Linked DNA regions of Mus musculus: region 1 is linked to region 2. The links are chromatin contacts, called in public Hi-C maps. All regions are on one chromosome and are shown on one strand. Each heading gives the region's core, a stretch centred on a gene start, on an enhancer-like site or on the middle of the called end of the contact. The rest is flanking DNA. Distances are from core to core; before and after follow the strand shown. Region 1 holds the start of Cep162 (centrosomal protein 162). Region 2 holds the start of Mrap2 (melanocortin 2 receptor accessory protein 2).

Region 1 (4,661 bases), core at 1,243-3,742, 110 kb before region 2:
GTGGGGAGTAATAGATGGCTGTAATCAGAGCATTCAGGGCAGAGACAGGGGATCCTCAGAGCAAGCTGGATAGCTAGACTAGTCAATCGTAAGCGCTGGGCTCTAGTGAGAGACCTTGCCTTAATGGATTAGGTAGAAAACAGTTGAAGAAGACATCCAATCGTCAACCTATGACCTCCATATACATGCACACTCAGGTGTTCTCACACACATGCATACACACAAGCAAAAACGCAAGGCTTCTATTACTTTAGAGATGGCTCTAGTGTGTGGTGGGCATAGTGCATGCACTGAAGAGGTAGAGGCATATGGATCTCTGAGTTGGAGGCCAGCTTGGTCTACAGAGAGATGTTTCTAGGGTATTATGTGAATATATATGAATTAGGTTATCATACATAGAACACTGTGGGGAGCCGCACTCACATTTGCCATTATAAGATGGCGCTGACAGCTGTGTTCTAAGTAGTAAATAATCTGCACATGTGCAGGGGCAGTTTTCCCGCCATGTGCTCTGCCTTTCTCGTGATGACAACTAGGCCGATGGGCTGCAGCCAATCAGGGAGTGACACGTCCTAGGTGGAGGATAATTCTCCTTAAAAGGGACGGGGTTCTGGCACTCCCTCTCTTCGTCTCTTCGTCTCTTTGTCTCTTTCTCTTCGTCTTTTCCTCTGCTCTCTTCCTCTGCTCTCTGCCTCTCTCTCTCTGCCCCTCTCTCTGCCTCTCTCTGCGTCTCTCTCTCTCTTCCTCTCTGCCTCTCTCTGCCGCGCTCTTCCTCTCTTGCTCCTGAGTAAGCAATAAAGCTTTGCCGCAGAAGATTCTGGCTTGTTGCGTCTTTCCTGGCCGGTCGCAAACGCGCGTAAGAGAACACTAGAGCTCAAAGGGAAATCTAGAACAAGCACAAATAGGGTTTTCATATTAACTAAGGTTATGTCATAGAAATTTGTTTTCTACAATCTTGCAACACCCTATGAGAAAATTAGCAACCCCCACCAAGAATTGTTTTAGTAGTCTGGTGCGGGTAAAGCTGAATTGGAAAATCTAACGAAAGATGGATAAGGTGAAAATAAACTAACAGTTTGGGAGACGAGGCCTAACTTTCTGTTTCCCAGAAATGAGACCCTAAGTCCAGGAACCTGTGGTCAGCAAACCAAGCCACAGGCAGCCAATCTGTGGACACCTTGTCATCTGGCCTGAAGTAAGAATAGGTATCTAGAATGGATAAGAGATCCCTCCCCACCCCAAACCTGGGAAGTCTCCAGAGCCCTAACCAATTGTAGAATCAGTCAAACTTCTAGAGATAGAGCTAACCAATCAAGGCAAAATGGCACAAATTCCTCCCTGGAATTCCCCTAACTGACAAATATAAAAGCTAGGCCTGCAAGCCCACTCACTACATGTGTCCATTCCTGAATGAGGAGACCCCTCCTTGCAGGAAATTCTGCTGAATAAACATTCTTTGCTTTTGCATACTACTTAGTTTAGGGTATCATTCTCCCAAGATCTTGGACCCTAACAAGTTGATGGTAAAAAATAACTATGGTGAGTGAGACTGAAATGAGACCTCAAGTGGAAAAAAATCCCCCAACTTTCTCAGCTTGTGTACATGACTAGCCACCATAGCTCTTCTTGCCGCACTCCTTTAACAGTTGTCTGGGCTACTTGTCTGCTTCACGGAACCCACGTCTATAGGGCATGGAATGTGCTCAATTCAGTATGTACTAAAAGAAAAGCCATAAGCTGAATTAAGTTGACTTGTAAATTGTAAAATTTAAATAATGTACATAATGCTCTCACCAAGCTTAAAATGGTAGCTTAAAACAGGTCTCTATTATTGCATTTTAATCGGATAGTTTCTGGCTTGTACACACTCAGATGTCAATATGCATTGTTGAGTGAAAAGTTCAGGCCAGAAAGGAGGTACAGAACTATGTATACCAGAGGCAAAGACCTTTACTGTTTGAAGATTTTACTTTCATTCCAAAATGTTGTCTTCTGATTTGGTGTGCCTGTGTATACGTATCCAGAGAGCGAAAGAAAGAGGAGAGAGAGAGCGGGTAAAAAAGTAAAATAAAATAAAAACTCAAGCAAACCACTGCAGAAGAGAGCTTTGAAAAGCAGGATACCAGAAAAACCAGAGCTGCTGAACTAGTGCAAGGCTCTCACTGAGAATCTTGGTATTGTGTATTTTCAAATGCTTGTCCACTGGGTGGCGGACATCTCTTCTAACACCGGAATTATTTCTAATGCATTTGTACTTTTCTCATAACACCCACACAAGGCTTATTACTTGAAGGAAATCAACCCTCTTACACCGTTTTTAAAACTTTCAACCTGGACAGTAGCCTTCAAATGAAAAGGGTGGGAAAGGCTGGAAAGAAGAGCAGCTCGCTGCGGAAGGACGAGCACAAAGGGACTAAACTACAACTCCCAGAAAGCCACGCGCTGGCTCTAGATGGTGCGCTTGCGCCTGGGTCTTCCCGGCCGGCTAGCTGAGCTCGGGATTTCCGGGAGTAAGAGAAAGCGGGATGTGCACACTGCTGCCGCGCCCACGTCCCTTACGGCCGCCACATCCTGCAGAGCCGTGAAGGTTCCAATCTTTATTTGAGAGTCACCAGAAGACTGACAGCTTGTCTGGCTGCTCCCTGGGTCACGTGGCAGGCAGGATCACGTGACACCCGGGAGCCCGCCTGTAGGGGTCTGTTGCCCTGACAACAGCCCGCTCGCCGGGACTTTCCGGGAGAGCGCGGGCTCCCAGGAGCAGGTAGGTGAGGCGTTGTGGCTGTCTGCGACCCTGTTGTTGTTTCCAGGTTGTACCTCAGGCAGGGTCTCCGAACTTTGTTTTGCGCATTACTCCGCTCCTCTGTCGGGACTCCAAGTCTTTGCTTCGAGCTAGCCCCCAAATCTGCGCTTCCTGCAGCCTGGACTGAGCTGAGGGCCCTTTCGTGGGGTTTGCCTCTGACTAACCTGTTTGTCCAACTCCTCATCCTGACCCTAAGACCTCTTAGTCGAAAATGCAAATAAAAGCACTAAGTATTCCACTGAAAGATGGTGGGCAAACCTGCTGCCGTCCCTTAGAAAAGAAAACTAGCGTTTGTTCGTGTTGCCCTAAAGAGTTAAATCCAAAGGTTTAGGACAGATCTGAAGATGGCCTCTCCTAGCTGAAGTCCAGCTTTGAGACAACTTGACTAGATCCCATTAAAGGTGCTCGCGGCATTGTTTCTTTTAGCCTGCCTTTGCTTCAAGAGAAACATAAATAGTAGTTAATGTGTGTCATTAACTTCCAAGGGTATTCTGTGCTCGTTGGGGATGTTTTAAGACAGGATTGCACTATATAGCTCAGACTAACCTGAAATTCAGGCTTGTAACTCAGGCTAACCTCCCAACTAAAGAGCTGTCTGTCTCCTAAGTGTAGAAATCTCTGGGATGCACCACTAAATTCTTTATTATATTCTGAGTCTTATAAATTCACTTAGTTTATGTCTGGAAAAAAATCCTGATTATAGAAAGTCTATTTTGCAAAACCCTTAATTTGAAAATACGTGAATCCGGAAGCACAACCTGTATACTGTGCTTTACAAGAAAAAATATTAGTCTTTCCACTCCTGCTCTTTTAATTTTTTTTTTTTTAATATTCTCTGTGAGGACCTGGATTCTGAGAGGTATTAGCAGAGACAAATACATATACAGTGGAAAAGATCCTGGAGCCCACCTCTTAGCGACTGGATGAAATGTAATGATCAACCTTGAGAAGACATACTTCATAAGCTACTTTCCCAAGTCAGTTAGCTTCAATGAATTAGACCTCCAATGGTGTCTCGTAATTGCAATATAACTGTCAAGTTACATCATATATATGTGTGTACATATATAAAACTGTCTTGAGAAGTTGAAGTTTAAAGTAGTGTTGTTTTAATGATGTTTAATGATTGTTTTCCTCCAGAGGTGTTTATTTTTCCATCTGTTTCTGTCATTTAGTGTTTCCAATGCTGTGAATAATTTTAAGATACTTGCTTTGTGACGTGAAAATTACTAACCATGGCTCACTATTTCAAAGTAGACCTTGATGAAGAATTTGAACGGTTTATGAAGGAGGTAAGCTCAAGCTGTATTTATTGTAATATTTATTGTAAATTCATCTTGTAAGATCCATCCTTGAGTGCTTTCTTCTGAAAACATAAACCACCCCATCAGCTCATCCCTTCTACCTGCACCTACAGAATTATCCAGCCGTCCTCAGTTCGACTCATTTCAAATGCTGCTGCCTGTTAGCTCAATGCCATCTTCTCACCCAGTCTACCCAGCGGTCCCAGTGAATGCAGCATTCCCTCCAAGGTGCATGTGTGCACGCGCTCACATGCAAACACAAACACATGCACACACACACACACACACACACAGAGAGAGAGAGAGGGAGAGGGAAAGGGACGGAGAGAGAGAGAAAGAGAACCATGTTGAACAAATATTTTGCTCAATTTCTGGTTATAAGGGAGTGGTTCAACCTAATTTTTTTTTAAAGTTAATTTTCTTCAGTTACAATTCATAAACCATTCAGTTCACCCACTTAAAGTTTGTATGACAACTGTTTTAGAATTATATAACCTTCACCATAGTCAGTTGCAGAATGCCTGTATCATTCCTAAAAGGAAACCCTTATCCTTTAA
Region 2 (4,973 bases), core at 845-3,344:
GCCCATACAGTTCCCCTCAGATCTGTAGTCACTGCAGCTTTAATCAGTGTCTCCCACCACCATATATCTCTGTCAGAGTAAGTGGTACCAAGAAGGAAAAGGCACAGAGACAGAGCCCTACTTACTCGATTTGCCCCCGCCCCTCCCCCACCCCACCCTAGCCTGGCCTGTTGTTTGATATAGCAGGAGGTTGCCGTCCAAGATTCTACAAAGCTAGATGCACTTTATATTGTCTACCATGGTAGGGTTGGTGACTCCAATGTATCTGTAGGTCCTCTGCTGTATGGGGATAACGGTCACTTTGGCCTGAGACTAAAGGAGACAGACCATAGATGAGGAAGCGCCTCAGCGAGTCACTCTACAGATCTTTCAGATCCCAAACATTCAGATTTCAGTGGCTTCTGAGTGGTCAAATGCCCCCAGCATCAGCTAGCCAATAGAAACTGGGAGAATGTGAAACCGATGTCATTTGCAAAGTAAAAGAAGACCCTGGGTGAGCAGAGGCGGGTCAGCCTAGAGGGGAGGCTAGGAGAGCAGGATGAACAACACGGAAATAACACGCGATGCACATGCACACAGAGTGCGCGCACAAGTCTATTCTATTGAACCCCATGTTTTCAAAATGCTGGTTGCCACCTACGAGGCTAGCATCATTACCTTAATGACTCATCACTCACGTTTGTAGAAGTGTGGAGATGGCAAGCCCTCATCCACAGCCCAGTTAGCTATAAATTCCCTCTGGGAATGCTTTCCTGGGTAGTCCTGAGCCATCTTTTAAAAGCGTTTGTTCTGGGAGACTGTTTCCATCTTTTGAAAAGTCTCCTGGCTCTATTCCCCTCCCTCACACCTGTGCGAGGTGACTCTAAAACGCTTTCACTGTTCCAGGGTGCTAGCTACTCAGGCTTCAAACTGCTCCTTTCGGACTTCAAGACCTCTCCAAGTATTCTCCAAGTACTCTGCCTTCCGGAAGGAGCTAGTTATCCTCGCCCCACCCCCTTACCCCGTCAGGTCAGTACTGCCACCATGCTATTAACATCAGAGCCGGTCTGATTGGATGGATCCTCGCATCCCGGGGCCGTTTTCTGGTACCTGTTTATGCTGCTGTGCTCCCTGCCTGGAATCGCAGCGTTAGTTTTCAGATCTCTCTCCGCCCCCACGGTTAGCTTGTGGAGTCGGGTTAAAAAATATATACTTAGCTCTCTCATCTTTTTTCACCTGTGTGCTGGAAATACTACTACTTACTTGGGGGAGGGGACAGTTCCTTAAGGATTAATTTATGTGTGACAGTTCCTTTCTCTCTCTTCCCTGGATCGCCAGGGACACCTTCTTCCAAGCTTCTTTTGCTCTCAAAACATGCCCGATTGCTTCATCGTTGACAGGTTAAATCGAGTACAATATCCGGGGCTCCATGTCATCTAAAGCGCTGTGGGAACCGAAGCATCCATCAGAACAGTTTTCTGTCGCACTTGCTCTCAGAAGGCCTTCCCCGGTTCAGTACACAGAACGGGGCAGAGAAGGACGCAGCAGGGACTTGCAACTGCAGCCTCACGGGTAAGGTGACCCACCACCCGCTGGCTCTCCAATCTGAACAAACCTATCTACGCAGGTTAATCCTGAGAAACAGACACACTGCAGGGGGCGCGCATCCTGGGGCCGGGGGACCACACCCTTGGTCTGAAGGTGCAGGTTCCCCAGACCCTGGCGGCGGCGGGAAAGTTTCTCACCTGCGGCAGAGGGTGTGGCTGGGTCGTGGTGCCCTGCGCCCCCTGGATGCTCAGCTCAGCCCGCGGAGCTATATGCAGGATTTCCTGACTCCTTGGGCCGCAAGGGGTGATCTCAGCAGCAAAGCAGGCTTCGAACTTAGGAGTCCTTCAAAAGACCAGCAAGCTATTCTAGGTCTGAACCCCGATATAACTCTTTCCCACCCTTCTCATCTTCACCCACTCCAATCCCAACACGCATGCAGACTGAAAGGCACCCGGACCCCAGGCTAGCCCCTCACCCCGTCCTGTCCTGGGTTACCGCAGGCTTTACACGGTTCAGCTCCTCCGGTGCTCGAGCCTCACCGCCGCCGTGCCGCCGCCGCCAGTGAACAGAGCTGTGCAAGTCGCTCCCTGCGCCGCGGTGCGGTGGAGACGCGCGCTCGCGACCTAGCGGCGGAGGCGGCACTGGGCACAGAGGCTGTAGCTGAGCTCCTGAGCCGCCTTCCCAACCTTAGGGATCCACATGAACCACCACCACCCAGTGTGTGTAAGAACCTGCAACGAGCAAAGGAAAGAAAAGATGTCCAGGGACACTTTATCCTCTCCGGCTCTGTAGTGGGTGTCTTAAGGTCAGCTTTGGGTACAAGCTCTCATGAGCTGATCAAGATGAAATGGGGCCACATGAACAGAGAGGCCAGTTATTCTCAGCCTTGCGTTCAAGTTCAGCGAGGCTAGAGTTCTACAGAATGCACTGCTTCAATTACTATCTTGGATTTTGGGTGCCTCCTCCATACTATAGGTACAGATGCCAAGGGGCATCAAACACCCTTCAGACTGACCCCAAAGAGTTAGCAGGGGGCTGGGAGCAGGCTTCAAGTTAACAGCCATGCTCCCTGACAGACAGACGAAGTTCTGCATCTGTTTGTTCATTCAATCTGTATCCGGTGCCAAACACCAGCTTTCCAAAGGATGTATCTAGTAAAGAGACAGACAATAAACATTGCCAATAAATACAACTAGGGCTATTTGAGTAAAGTGTGGGCAAAAATACAAAAAGAAAATAGGGCAGTTGGGGAGCGGGAGTGGGGTGGGGGTGGGGGTGGGAGTGGGGGGTTCAGAGTTAGAGTTACTCTGTAACACGGAGGTGAGAGAACAACCAGGCTTGTGTATGGGGAAAGAACAATGCCTTAGAGCCAGTCTCTGAGATGTCCCTTAGTGTGTGTGTGTGTGTGTGTGTGTGTGTGTGTGTGTGCCACATGAGAAGATCCACGGCCATATTGGTTTTATAAATAAGAAAACATAAACTGAGCAGCAATGGTGCAATACCTTTAATTCCAGCACTCTTTGAATTCGAGGCTAGTCTGGTCCACAGAAAGAGTTCCAGGACAGCTACAGAAAGAAACCCAAGCGGGAAACTGAGAGGGATGCTGAGAGAACTGCATGGGAAGGCCCTGCCAGAAAAGGATTCCTGGAAATGATATCTGAGAAAGCTGATTCATAGTTTTTTTTAAGTAGTTTCACTATTTTTGTTTTGTTTTGTTTTTTCTCTTTTTTTATTGGGTATTTATTTCATTTACATTTCCAATGCTATCCCAAAAGTCCCACACACACTCCCCCACCCACTCCCCCACCCACCCACTCCCACTTCTTGGCCTTGGCGTTCCCCTGTACTGAGGCATATAAAGTTTGCACGACTAATGGGCCTCTCTTTCCACTGATGGCCAACTAGGCCTTTTTTTTGATTCATATGCAGCTAGAGACACGAGCTCCAGGGGGGTACTGGTTAGTTCATATTGTTGTTCCACCTATAGGATTGCAGATCCCTTTAGCTCCTTGGGTACTTTCTCTAGCTCCTCCATTGGGGGCCTTGTGGTCCAACCAATAGCTGACTGTGAGCATCCACTTCTGTGTTTGCTAGGCCCCAGCATAGTCTCACAAGAGACAGCTCTATCTGGGTCCTTTCAGCAAAATCTTGCTAGTGTATGCAATGGTGTCAGCGTTTGGAAGCTGATTATGAGATGGATCCCCAGATATGGCAGTCTCTAGATGGTCCATCCTTTCGCCTCAGCTCCAAACTTTGTCTCTGTAACTCCTTCCATGGGTGTTTTGTTCCCAATTCTAAGAAGGGGCAAAGTGTCCACACTTTGGTCTTCGTTCTTCTTTAGTTTCATGCGTTTAGCAAATTGTATCTTATATCTTGGGTATCCTAAGTTTCTGGGCTAATATCCACTTATCAGTGAGTACATATTGTGTGAGTTCCTTTGTGACTGGGTTACCTCACTCAGGATGATGCCCTCCAGGTTCATCCATTTGCCTAGGGATTTCATAAATTCATTCTTTTTAATAGCTGAGTAGTACTCCATTGTGTAAATGTACCACATTTTCTGTATCCATTCCTCTGTTCAGGGGCATCTGGGTTCTTTCCAGCTTCTGGCTATTATAAATAAGGCTGCTATGAACATAGTGGAGCATGTGTCCTTCTTACCGGTTGGAACATCTTCTGGATATATGCCCAGGAGAGGTATTGCGGGATCCTCCAGTAGTACTACGTCTAATTTTCTGAGGAGCCACCAGACTGATTTCCAGAGTGGTTGTACAAGCTTGCAATCCCACCAACAATGAAGGAGCGTTCCTCTTTCTCCACATCCTCGCCAGCATCTGCTGTCACCTGAGTTTTTGATCTTAGCCATTCTGAATGGTGTGAGGTGGAATCTCAGGGTTGTTTTGATTTGCATTTCCCTGATGATTAAGGATGTTGAACATTTTTTCAGGTGCTTCTCAGCCATTCGGTATTCCTCAGGTGAGAATTCTTTGTTCAGCTCTGTACCCCATTTTTTAATGGGGTTATTTGATTTTCTCGAGTCCACCTTCTTGAGTTCTTTGTATATATTGGATATTAGTCCCCTATCTGATTTAGGATAGGTAAAGATCCTTTCCCAATCTGTTAGTTGTCTTTTTTTCTTATTGACGGTGTCTTTTGCCTTGCAGAAGCTTTGCAACTTTATGAGGTCCAATTTATCGATTCTCGATCTTACAGCACAAGCCATTGCTGTTCAATTCAGGAATTTTCCCCCTGTACCCACATCTTCGAGGCTTTCCCCTACTTTCTCCTCTATAAGTTTCAGTGTCTCTGGTTTTATGTGGAGTTCCTCAATCCACTTAGATTTGACCTTAGTACAAGGAGATAGGAATGGATCAATTCGCATTCTTCTACATGATAACCACCAGTTGTGCCAGCACCATTTGTTGAAAATGCTGTCTTTTTTCCAC

What was found. Hi-C and Micro-C count contacts between places; a contact is called where the count stands out from the background.
Region 1: a Hi-C map of reprogramming fibroblasts shows a contact between it and region 2, with 2.2 times the contacts expected there. The contact joins the promoter of Cep162 here to the promoter of Mrap2 in region 2. A contact is called at or near these places in 3 of 39 promoter capture datasets (embryonic stem cells, epiblast stem cells and liver), 9 of 484 Hi-C or Micro-C datasets (Sertoli cells, cerebral cortex, embryonic stem cells and 5 more), 2 of 115 datasets of contacts at active chromatin or transcription factors (bone marrow-derived macrophages and embryonic stem cells) and 2 of 9 other capture datasets (adipose tissue and pancreatic islet).

The regions. Positions count from the first base shown.
Region 1 is chr9:87,253,363-87,258,023 of GRCm38.p6, reverse strand. It overlaps Cep162 (centrosomal protein 162), which reads left to right and starts at 2,492. Exons shown (of 27, transcript NM_199316.2): 1 at 2,492-2,761; 2 at 3,976-4,092. The coding sequence starts at 4,036.
Region 2 is chr9:87,141,427-87,146,399 of GRCm38.p6, reverse strand. It overlaps Mrap2 (melanocortin 2 receptor accessory protein 2), which reads right to left and starts at 2,094. Exons shown (of 5, transcript NM_001177731.1): 1 at 2,003-2,094; 2 at 1,725-1,869.